2 separate regions of the Triticum aestivum genome follow, and region 1 is linked to region 2. A link is a contact called in public Hi-C data. All regions are on one chromosome and are shown on one strand. The core of a region is the stretch at or near the end of the contact, and the rest is flanking DNA. Distances in the headings are between cores, read along the strand shown. Region 1 holds the start of LOC123156484 (phosphoenolpyruvate carboxylase 1). Region 2 holds the start of LOC123162588 (polyadenylate-binding protein-interacting protein 8).

The links. A called contact is a pair of places that touch in the nucleus more often than the background predicts.
Region 1: a Hi-C map of leaf shows a contact between it and region 2, with 6 times the contacts expected there. The contact joins the promoter of LOC123156484 here to the promoter of LOC123162588 in region 2. A contact is called at or near these places in 3 of 5 Hi-C or Micro-C datasets (all in leaf).

What each region holds. Positions count from the first base shown.
Region 1 is chr7B:448,122,756-448,128,469 of IWGSC CS RefSeq v2.1, reverse strand. LOC123156484 (phosphoenolpyruvate carboxylase 1) reads left to right here and starts at 2,086. Exons shown (of 10, transcript XM_044574611.1): 1 at 2,086-2,395; 2 at 2,483-2,874; 3 at 3,001-3,085. The coding sequence starts at 2,219.
Region 2 is chr7B:447,900,065-447,906,156 of IWGSC CS RefSeq v2.1, reverse strand. It overlaps LOC123162588 (polyadenylate-binding protein-interacting protein 8), which reads right to left and starts at 3,758. Exons shown (of 10, transcript XM_044580360.1): 1 at 3,181-3,758; 2 at 2,595-2,705; 3 at 2,444-2,488; 4 at 1,062-1,134; 5 at 864-976; 6 at 693-752. The coding sequence starts at 3,591.

The DNA.
Region 1 (5,714 bases), core at 837-3,336, 220 kb before region 2:
TTACTCTATTTCTTGCAAAAATATTCGTGAGTGGGTCGGCCCATTATTGTACACGCTTAACGCAAGAGATCCTTTTGTCTCGCATCAAGTGAGATATATTCGCCGCACACGTGACCTCGTATGTGACACGTTCTACATCATATAGACGCACGACACACATGGGCTTCCCCCGACTGTGCCGGTCCAGTGGAGCAGCGAGTGCTGAGCAGACTATACCGAGCCGATTATTGTAGCGGCTCGACTACCATGTCGTCTATTTTTCCCACTTGGTGCACTACGGCGAGTCGGTTCATTCTAGCGGTCGATGTGACGTACCAGACTATTTTTTGGCATTTTTTTGTTTTAAGCATTTCCAAAAAATGTGAACATTGTTTTTTAAATTGTCGATTTTTTTGTAAAACACAATTTTTTTATTTCGTACCATTTTGACATTCTGAATTTCCTTTTTGGAAACACGGGCAATTTTTTGTAAATTCAAGAACATTGTTTGTATCTATAGATAAATTTTGAAAACAGGAATATTTTTTAATATGCAAACATTAAAAAAAACTTTTGAATATGCAAATAAAATTTTAAAATGTGAACATTTTTAGAATTTTCAAAAAAATTGTTAAATGTATTTTTAATCCCCTTTTTTTAAACACAAACAGTTTCTTAATATGTGATTTTTTTTTGCAAATGAAAACATTTTTTTAAAATATTGAATATATTTTTAAAAGGAAAAAGGAAACCGGAAAAACCCAAAAGAAAACATAGAAAACTAGTAAAGAAAATGAAAAGGAAGAAAAAGCCAGGAAACTTCTATAAGATTTCCAAAACCGATTAGGAGCCTTTTAGAAGGTCCCCAAAACTAGTCGCACGTACAATGCAGCTTAGTGGGATGGCCCGCCTATCACTCCATTAGTCGATTGAAGTGTGTGTAGCCTCAACTGATTGCCGTAGAATGCGACAAACATGAAATCGTGCCAGCCATCACACTACCATGGAATTGATCCACCATGTTCCTTTTTCCTCTTATGACGTATGGGCTCTTCTCTATTACACAACCCCCCCCCCCCCCCCCCCCCCCCCCCCCCTCAGGCCTTGGCTCTAAGTTGTCGCCCTCCCCGTCTAGGCGGAAGCCAACCCTAATTGGGACCACCTGGAGGCAGAGGACGATGAGGAGCTCGCCATTTATCCCTCCCTCCTCAGCACCGTTAGGGCAGCCGAGCGCCATCCCCGACATCCTAGCGTTGGTGGAGCGACGGCTCGTCCAGGCCGTCGCTTCCAGCACTCCAGTGTGTCCCACTTGATTGGCGTCTAGTTCATCCACCATGTCTGTGTTGTCCTTGTTCAAGGACGAACAAGTGGTCCACATCATCCTCCAGCAGTCGTTAATCATAGAAGATTCCGTCGCCTACCGCCAAAAGAACGGGGAGGCGCTCCGAAAAGGTATAAGGGTTTCCCAATGAGAAGGCATAAACGTCGCCAGACCAAAGCCATCAACATTCACCTCCGCATCGGATGCCTGCAAGATGCATGGAAACGGGGAAGGGCAAATGAAGTTTGTCGTTGAAGGGGAGGTTCATTTGGAACAACTCTTTATTGTTCGTGTACATGTTCGGACATGAGACACGTGGGGAGGAAATTAAACAGTTGCCCTCAGAGAGGCCCTAAACCCATATCATCCTACCAAATAATGCGGTTTTGACGGCTCGTGATTTAGATGTTTGTTACGAAAAAATGAACTAGAGTTGCCAATTTGTGCCAAAAAAATAATTGCAATAGATAGAAAAATAATAATAAAACTTCAGATACAACATAGACATTGATAAAATTTAGTTTGCTGCCCTTTTGGTTTTGATTAGTTATAAGACTTTAGACACAACCATGACATTGATAAAATTTAGTTTGTTGTTCTTTCAGATTTTGGTTATTTTATAAGGAGATTTTGATTCTCCTTTTAAGGAGATTTTAATTAGTTTTTGGGCGCCCGTGCATCCGCTTTAAGCTGCCTTTCCAACCGCCAAGGGCCGTACTTTTCCCGTGCACACACTCAGCAGTCACATACGCCGTCCGGCGCCTATTAGACGCCCACGACAGGCCACTGCCCCATCATCCCATCCACACTCGCAGCCATACACACAACACACTGTCCGTCCGTCCGACCGACGGAGAGCGAAGGCACACACCGCTTCCTCCTCCTTTGCTCGGCGCGGCGCTTCCCGCGAACAAGGATATGTCGTCATCCTCAGCGGCTCCCATGGAGCGGCACCACTCCATCGACGCGCAGCTCCGCCTCCTCGCCCCCGGCAAGGTCTCCGAGGACGACAAGCTCGTCGAGTACGACGCCCTCCTCGTCGACCGCTTCCTCGACATCCTCCAGGACCTCCACGGCCCGCACCTCCGCGAGTTCGTACGTACTATTAATCCGTACTTTCCATTTTCCCTCCCCTGCCGCGCATGAAAGGAGCCTGACCTCGCCGGCCGGCCGTCGCTGCAGGTGCAGGACTGCTACGAGGTGGCGGCGGAGTACGAGGGCGACCGCGACGCGGCCCGGCTGGACGAGCTCGGGGGCAGGCTCACGGGGCTGGCCCCCGCCGACTCCATCGTCATGGCCAGCTCCTTCTCCCACATGCTCAACCTGGCCAACCTCGCCGAGGAGGTGCAGATCGCGAACCGCCGCAGGAACAAGCTCAAGCGCGGCGACTTCGCCGACGAGGCCTCCGCCACCACCGAGTCCGACATCGAGGAGACGCTCAAGAGGCTGGTGTCTGACCTGGGCAAGACCCGGGAGGAGGTGTTCGACGCGCTCAAGAACCAGACCGTCGACCTCGTCTTCACCGCCCACCCCACGCAGTCCATCCGGCGGTCACTCCTCCAGAAGCACGGCAGGTTGATTTCTTTCAAATTACTCCATTGAGCCAGGCAGCCATGAAATGATTCGGGTTCTGCTAGCACAGTAATTTCTGTTGCATTTCGAAGCTTATTAACAGAGTAATGGAGCTTCTGTGCGCGCAGGATACGGAATTGCCTGAGGCAGCTGTATGCCAAGGACATCACGGCCGACGACAAGCAAGAGCTCGATGAGGCTCTTCAGAGAGAGGTATACGTGTTGCACAATCACAGCTCCAACTAGCTATGTGCGTGCATGAGAATTTTTCTTTATGAACATAAGATGTTTGGGGAGAAGTTATTTGGGAAATGTTGTGTAGTAGCAGTAGTAGTAGCAGCAGCAGCAACAGCAATTTTGCAACGATAATCATAAGCAGCGAACGTTCGCTGGACTGGATGGCAATTGCGAGCATTTTTATGGCTAGTTTAGTTGTTGTGAGGATCACAAGTTTAGTTCGCGAGAGCGACAATTTTTTGGCGACAACATAATTGCAGCGGAGTTGCCATGCGCGCCAACTAAAATTGCCACACTCGCTAACACAAATTTTCTAAACAAACATTTGCAAATGCTATCACTCCCAGCAAACGTTTGCTGGCTATTGGGGTAGTTTTGCAATTGTTGTTCAACTCTATCATAATTTCGGATCCACTAAACCAGGTGAGGGGAGCAGTAACATTTAATCGCTATGCTATTTCAAGCATGTCCATAATGTTTTTTTCACGAATACACAAAGGTTGAGTTTTTTTTCATTGATAGAAGAAGAGTGACAACAAATGATTACAGACGCTCACTTAGCCATATGCGCTAGAGGCATGGTAGCGGGCGTTGGAGCATACAGAAAGGGGGTTGCTCAGCCCCAAAACACTGAAAATCTAACTCCCGGGTATGATGTTTTTAATCCCGATGGCGCCGGCCTTAGCCTAAAGGCGCGTCTCGTCTTTGATGGTTGCGGAGAGATGAGATACCAATGGTCGGTCACCCTTGAAGATGCAACCGTTGCGGTGTTCCGTATCCATCAAGCGGCGAGGATGATGAGAGTTATTGTCTGAGGCGGCGAACCATGCCGCTGTTGTCGATTTGAGTTATGTGGTGTGAGTGAATATACTAACAAGGTGACATGTTAGACTTGTCCCTCTTCCTCAGTGGTCTCTTGCCACATATAGTATCCTCATCTTGGTCTTTGGGTTCAATCATACGTTGACGGAATGATAAAATTAAATGTATGGACGCCTAGTGTCATCTGAGAAGGACAGAAATTGCTGAGTATATACACTTTACAATATATTAGTAGAGTTCGAGTTCATCTTCACTTTGGTTTTGCACTAAACAAAGAGCATATGCCTTTGCATGAACCGCCAAGGGTATGTGGAATATTATACTGGCTGTTTGTATGAAGTGTCGTGATTGACTTCACTAGATCCATGTATTTGACGAATTAAGGATTCTTTGGTTTTGCTATAGGAATGAAATGTCATAGTTGTGTGCCACTTTAATAAAAAAAAGTATTTTCCTGGCAGCATGTCCTGGAAAGAAATGTCATAGGTAATTGAGTAATCTGCTGGGTTAGCCTAGGATTCAACCGGTTATTTCCATATTATTATAATTTACGTTTTCACTTTTCAGTAGATGTCAATAAATTCGTTGTGTTTCAATAAGTTCAGTAGACATCAATATTGAATTCATGCTCCAACCAATTCATCCAAAAGTCCGAACTAATGAATAGAGCCGGACAATATATTTCAACACCCCTCCCTCATGTTTAGGCTTTTTTGGTCCTTAGACATGGGACGATATAGAATGCAGAATCTTTTTTACTTTAATATTGCGTTTGCAGGGTCTTGAACTCAAGACCTCTTAGCTCTGATACTATATTGAATTCCATGCTTCAGTCAACTCGTCCAAAAGCCCGAACTAATGGAGAGAGATGGACAATATATTTCAACAGTCAAAATATTTACCTTTTGGTCAAAATATTCCAACCATTTCAGTAGTACACAATAATACAAATAATTTTCAAAATACTATACAATATTTCAAAATTTTGGTTGAATTTCAGTGAACATTTGGTCCTTGGCCGTTGGCCACAATGCAAATGAAATCACTTAAGTTCAATGAATTTTGTCTATTTGGTTGTGGTTGAAATATTTCCAAAATCAGAATTCAAGACAACTTTGTATACTTGTAATACAAATATTGGATTGTCTTAATTTTGAATTTATCTATTGCAAACCTCTAATGAGATAACTATCATAGGGCTCCGACGTTAATTGACTTGTCAATTCCTTACATGCAAAAATAAAGGAATGCCGCTCAATCCTTAGGAGTTTAGACAAACCAGTTTGGTTTAGTAGGATCCTCAACACTACAGGAAAATATGGCTGTGTTGCATAATAACCTTCGAGATTTAGAATGATGCTTCAGAAAAATATTTGCTTTAATAGGGTTTAAACTTTTGGTTAAAAAAACCGGCCCTCACGAAAATATCCATTTTCAGAAATTACTTTAGGATTATTGTGAACAACTTTCATTGAATTTAGATGAAGCCAAACAAATTTACATTTCATCTAACTTTCATGTAAATCTAATAATTTAATCTTATTTGAGATGAAAAATATTTGGTACCTACCGAAATTTCAAATATTATCGAGTTTTGAGCACCTATAGGCTATAGCTATGCATAAATAGGACCAAATCAGTTACTTTGCATTGGAGGTATAGTTATTTGTTCACAAAAAATTGTCACACTACATGACCATTTGAAAAAGAAAAATCATTGCCACCACTACATTAGTTTAATCCTTGTGGGAAATTAAGTAATATGTTTCTGGCAAAAAACACA
Region 2 (6,092 bases), core at 2,509-5,008:
TCCGTGAGAAATCACCAAAGAACAACAAGGATGTCTGGATTTATCGTTTCAAATTGTCCTTTGGCTTACTTATTTAACTTTATTCTAGATCATAATTGAAATGGCCACTGCTACAAAATAAGAAATGAAGTAATACATCTCTAAATATTAACTTGGGAGTATTGGCACACTACACTTACAAAAAAATACCTACATTATTATAAAAAGGGATATCAAAACAAAAGAAATCTGGTAGACACATAAACTCAGTCATCCATTCCGATTAAGATCTAATATCGACCCCCTATTTTAAGACATATGACTGAAATTTGTATGCAAGTCTGAAAGCACAATCTGCTTCAGACTTTGCCTAGTTTTCAACTAATATAATGTAATGTATCATGTGATATTGAAGGAATTGCTTTAAAATTAGCAATAGCTAGCAGGAACCCATAACCCATCATAATGGGCCGTCTTTGTGTACATTCGTTCAAGGAAAGGGGTTTCAGTTGCAGCTAATTCCAGGTACCTAATACCATATCAGGTTACTAAGCTACAATCACAAAACACCAACATAACAAGCTAGTCCTCAAACTGTTCACCAAAAAAGGAAAGAGTGCAACTCGCGCTTTTGTAGGCTTTTGGAATACATATGATTATAATTTGCTTGTTAAGTTATAAGCGTAACAGAAATGAAAGACAGGGCAGCATACATTTTTGTCAATGTTAGTACAGTACACAGTCCTGGATACCATTTCTTTCTCGTCCTCTGTCTGCACAAAAAGGGGAGCAGATTCAGGCTAGTATTATTATAGAGCTTGGAAATCACCTAATAGTAGGATCCAAATTTGCAGAAAACTATGTAACTAAATATGTTTACTTACTCGAGGAAGAAATTTGGGGTTCACAGGCAAAATTGCAGTCTTAGATGGCAGAACTCTGACAGGATAAAAACCAAGAATGGTTCCACCAAGCGTTAGAGCTGCTCTTGCACCGACTGCAGAAAAAGCAGAAATTCATCCAGGATTGCTTCTTACAACATAAGAGTTATGAAATAGCAATTTATATGTTGAAGATACTACCATCATCGGCGAACTCGATAAAAGCAAAACGCATCACTGAGTTTGGATCACCACAGATACGGCAATCTACCACCTACAAGTGCAAAAGATGGTTATAACATTACTAAGCTTCAACAATGACATAAACAAGCAAGTATCCAATATTGCCTATATATAGCAACTACTTAAAGTAGGGGCATATCCAGGAATTTCAGGATGGGGGTGTATTTATGCACAGCTATTTACACCACAACGCTTTAAACTCGGTGTATAGGGATATAACGCCTGTTTCATAGAAGATACTAATTCCCATCAATTGATGACTATGACAATTTTCAGGATGGGGGTGTATTTATGCACAACTATTTACGCCACATCGCTTTAAACTCGGTGTATAGGGATATAACACCTGTTTATAGGGATATAACGCCTGTTTCTAGAAGATACTAATTCCCATCAATTGATGATTATGACAATTAGGATAGGACGTTCCAGAATGACTGAAACCAAATATCTGATACATCAGTAACACTTGAGCAGGTTATGTCTATACGGGAGCTAAAGAAAAACAGAAAACGCAGGAGATCCTGGTAACAGCGGACGTGGACTCAAATAATTTAAGTACCAAAAGCTGGTGCAAGCACCTGACCAAAGGGATGTGCATCAAAAATTGGTGCAACATAAGATTATCTCTCTGTCAATACTCCAAAGGCTGCTGGCACTTAATATTAGAAACTTTATCGGTTGGGTTATTTAAATGAGGATTGTTTGGCTTTGGTCAATTTAGTTGGATTTCTGAGATGAATGAACAAATGGCGCCCCGCCTTTATTGGCAGCAGGTACAAGTGTGGCACAAATATGCTGGTTTGTAACTGATAACTTATAACAAACTAACAGGGATAACTAAACTATACTAATAGATAAGTGCAAGAACAACGGTTAGGTCATATTCCTATTGGGTTGGGACAAGTTATCTCTTATGCCAAGGATCAAAGAGGATTGGCGGAATAACTAAATAATTAATTAGAAAATAACAGAATTGTACATATGTAAAACGAGTCAAACTCCGGAGTGGCACCCAGGTGAATTACCCTTACATTTATTTATGTCATATGTGTGCAACTGTAGTCATAGTACAAACCCATACTTGCTGTGTGCCACAAAGTACAAACAAAAATGCGTTCCAACATACTCGACTCAAGATATCAAACATATATGAACTCATCCTAGATTACTTGTCAAGATGATGCATTCGACTTACAGCAGTTCTGTCATGCAATATTTTAAGCCATTAAAAACAGATCGCTTATTTTATTCAAGATATAAAAAAGGATATTCGGACAAACAAGCATCATATGCTATCACAAATAATATTTTTAATAGTAAGGAGTCTAAGAGCATACTTGACCACAGTTTGAGAAAACCTCAGCAAGCTTCTGTTCAGTGACCTGCAAATCGATGGGGCGTTCAGGGGTCAGTCAATTAAGTACAAAAAGAAGAAAAAACTGAAAGAAGAAACTAATACAAGCAGCTCATTCTCTTTAATATTCTCACATGTTGATCAATGTCTGAGACATAGACAGTTCGCCGTACACTATCCTCCCTATCAGTTCGCCTTGGCCGAACTCCCATCCTACGTCTCCCCTGGTTGAAGCCATTCCTTCTCTGTAACCACAGACCAATGCAGCTGGTCAATATAACCGAGAAAGAAGTGCTGCCCCCTAAAACCCAAATATGGTGAAATGTAGAATTAGCATTGACAAACAAATTCATGTGAAAAAACTAACAACAACTGAAAAGCAAACGGATATGAAGTCAACCACACGAATCCAGTAAAACGGATAAGAGTTGAGAAGAAATCGATCGATCTATGAGAAAAATCCGTTCACCAAAGTAACGTTCGCGACATCCACAATTGGTGGTGCTAATATCAAAACCCAACTGCACCTAAAACCCTAGAAAAGAGATCAACCTCCGAGCCGATCGCGTGAGAGAGAGATCAAAAAACCCAAACCCATCAACATCACCATAAACCTCAAATCTGATCGACTGATCTGGCCACAAGGCGTCGCCACTCCAAAGCGCCACGCGAAACAAATCGAAAAACCGAGCCCGAATCGGCAATTCGGCTCGCGCTTACCCGTCGATTCGGCTGGCCGTTGGCGGATCCGTCGCTGCTGGAGTCTCTACCCGCTCCGCCCCCGCCACCGACCACCTGCAGCACGTGCATCTGCTGATGCTGGAACGGGTGGTGGGGCGCATAGTAGTCGATCGCGGGCGAGACGAAGACGGGCGCGTCGGCCGACAGGCGGCGTGCGCCGTCCCCCTGGCGGCGGGAGAGCGGCACGAACTCCTCCGCGGAGGGGTTCAGCTTCTTGAACAGCTCCTCCAGCTTCCTCACGTCACTCTTGTACTCCCTGACCTCGTCCTCCCTGGCCTTGGCCGCCGCCGCCCCGCCCGCGGCCGCCGCATCGGCCCTCTCCGCGCCGGCCCCGGCCGCCGCCGGCACGGCGTCGGCGCGGATCGGGCCCTCGGCCGCCACGGCAACCATTTCCGCCCGGCGACGAATCTCACCGCCGATCGCGCCCCCGGCACTAGCGGCCCGTGAATTGGCGAGAAAATCGAATCGAGGACTAAGGAATTCGGCGTGGGGTTGGGTTTTTATTATTTATTGGGGCTGCGGGGAGGGAGGAATGGAAGGGAAAAAGCGTGGAGGAGGCGAGCGAGATCGCTTTCGGGGAGGTTGGCTATAAATAGGTGCCCAAGCCCACTCTTTTCTCTACTGCGACTAATATCCTTTTCCTTTTCGTTTCCGTGCGCTACAAAGTCCTTTCTTGGGGGAAAATAAATCGCTGTGGGGCCTATTCGCCTTTGTTTCTGTCCATTACGCTCCTGTCATCGTGTTTATCCGTTTATTTGTTCATCTATTCTTTGCGCTGCAAAAAGACTTTCTTGAAGAGAAATTATCATTTTGGGTGGAAGCTTTTTAAAGAGAGATTGAGTTGTATGGGTGTGTAGAATGGCGGGTCATCGGGGTGAGCGGGCGGGATCTTCTGAGCTTGTGGCCATGTTTGTGGAGTCAGCGTGCACGCGTAGAAACACCAAGCAAGATGGCTGGCAACTCTCGCGTTGGGCTTACTGATTATTATGCGGTGCGCATTAAACTGATGGGAGTTTTGAACGATAGGTATTGGGACAAAAGGATAGAGTGTAGAGGTTGGTGAGACCATGTCATCTGGCAGATCTGGTTGAGGGTTAGGTGGTCGTATGTTACTGCTCATGATAAGAGTAAAACGAGTATTCTCTGTGTCCTAAGATAATTGTCCCAACCTTCAATGTTAGTATAACCTTTTGCTAAACTTAGTATAAAATGAGACATTTATTTTGAGACGAAGGAAGTATGATTTTCTTCTTATTGTCTGATGTTAAGCGCGCAATAGAATGACCATGTGTTGTGTTAATGTGTTGGGTGTTTACATATTTTAGATACTTGTATAGTAGTCATTATTTATTTTAGCTGAAACTGTAGAAATTCTTTTTTCACGTACATTTTTAACAAATTTAGCGGTGTATATGTCATTGTACAATGGCTCCCCTGATAAATGTAATTATACATCAATTTAGCTATAGCTCGTTATAAATTTAGGAGTGTATATGTTAGTATACACTGGCTCCCTATATAAATGTAATTATACATCAATATACAGGGTAATGCATGCAATCTTTGGTGTGTATTTTTGTGTCGAAGTTAAGAACAAAATTAGACTGCTACCCAGACGTCACTGCTGCCCGATATATGCACGACGTGCTAATCCAGCCGCTGGTGTCCTTCTCAATGATGTGCATGTGCGGCTGGATTTAAATATCGTCCATGAATCGTGCGTAGTGTGTCGTGTGTGTAGCACCGCTGTATGACGAAGGAAGGTGACGCTAGTCCTATACTATCCTATATACCTAAATAGTTGATCCCTGTGTCAATTTTCTCAACATGCTCACATGCAACTCACCATATGTGCCACCTCATCATCCCACTAGCTGTTTCTCTTGATATCCATGAAAACTATTATTAATAGTCTCTCTCAACATGCACACATCCCAACTTAAATCATTCTAATTATATTTCTCTCAACATACATATGGAATAAATATATTCTATATATATTTACAACTATATAATAATCAAATGCAATATATATATATAGTATAATAATCAACATACATATAGGATGCATTTTCCATATATATATATATATATATATATATATATATATATATTTTATTTAAATTATTGCAAGCAATCCCCGCATCAACGCATGGGGTATCTTCTAGAACTACCTATTTTCACGGTCATGTAGTAAGTGAAAACACAGGTTTACACCCAGAGGGGGGTGAATGGGGCATTTTTAGAAATTCGTCAAACTCTGATGAATTTGATGAAAATCAGAGTGAAAAGATATAAACGCGAGGGAACTAAGTCATCACAGAAATAGAAAGTGCGCATACAAGATACATACATGTGAAGAACATGCAATCATACATGCATACATGCATGAGGAAGATGAACTGAAGAAATGAAAGCATCGTGATGAAAGTCTTCAGTTTAAATTCTTCAGAAAGTAGATCGCAAATTCTTCAGTACAAAAGGTAAGGGTGAGGAATTTGAAACCAGGTTGGCTCGATGAAGACACGCGATTTGGTAGACCAGTTCCAGTTGTTGTATCAACTATACGTCTGGTTGACGCGGTTGAGATGAACTCAGAGGACACTTAGTCCTCACTGTATTCCTCTTGAGCAAAGGTCACTTAGACCTCACCCAATCACTCATGGTAAGTCTTCAAGGCAGACTTTCATGACCTTCACAAACTTGTTCACCGACACACCACAATGACTTTTGGGTGCTCAGAACTTGACGCCTAACCGTCTGGAGGAATGACAATCTTCAAAGGTAATAGGCGTCGGATCACACAGATCAATCTCTTCAGTGATACTCAATCACTTTGTCTCTGGTTGGGTTTTTCCTCACTCGGATTCTCTCAAAGTCGTCAGATGATG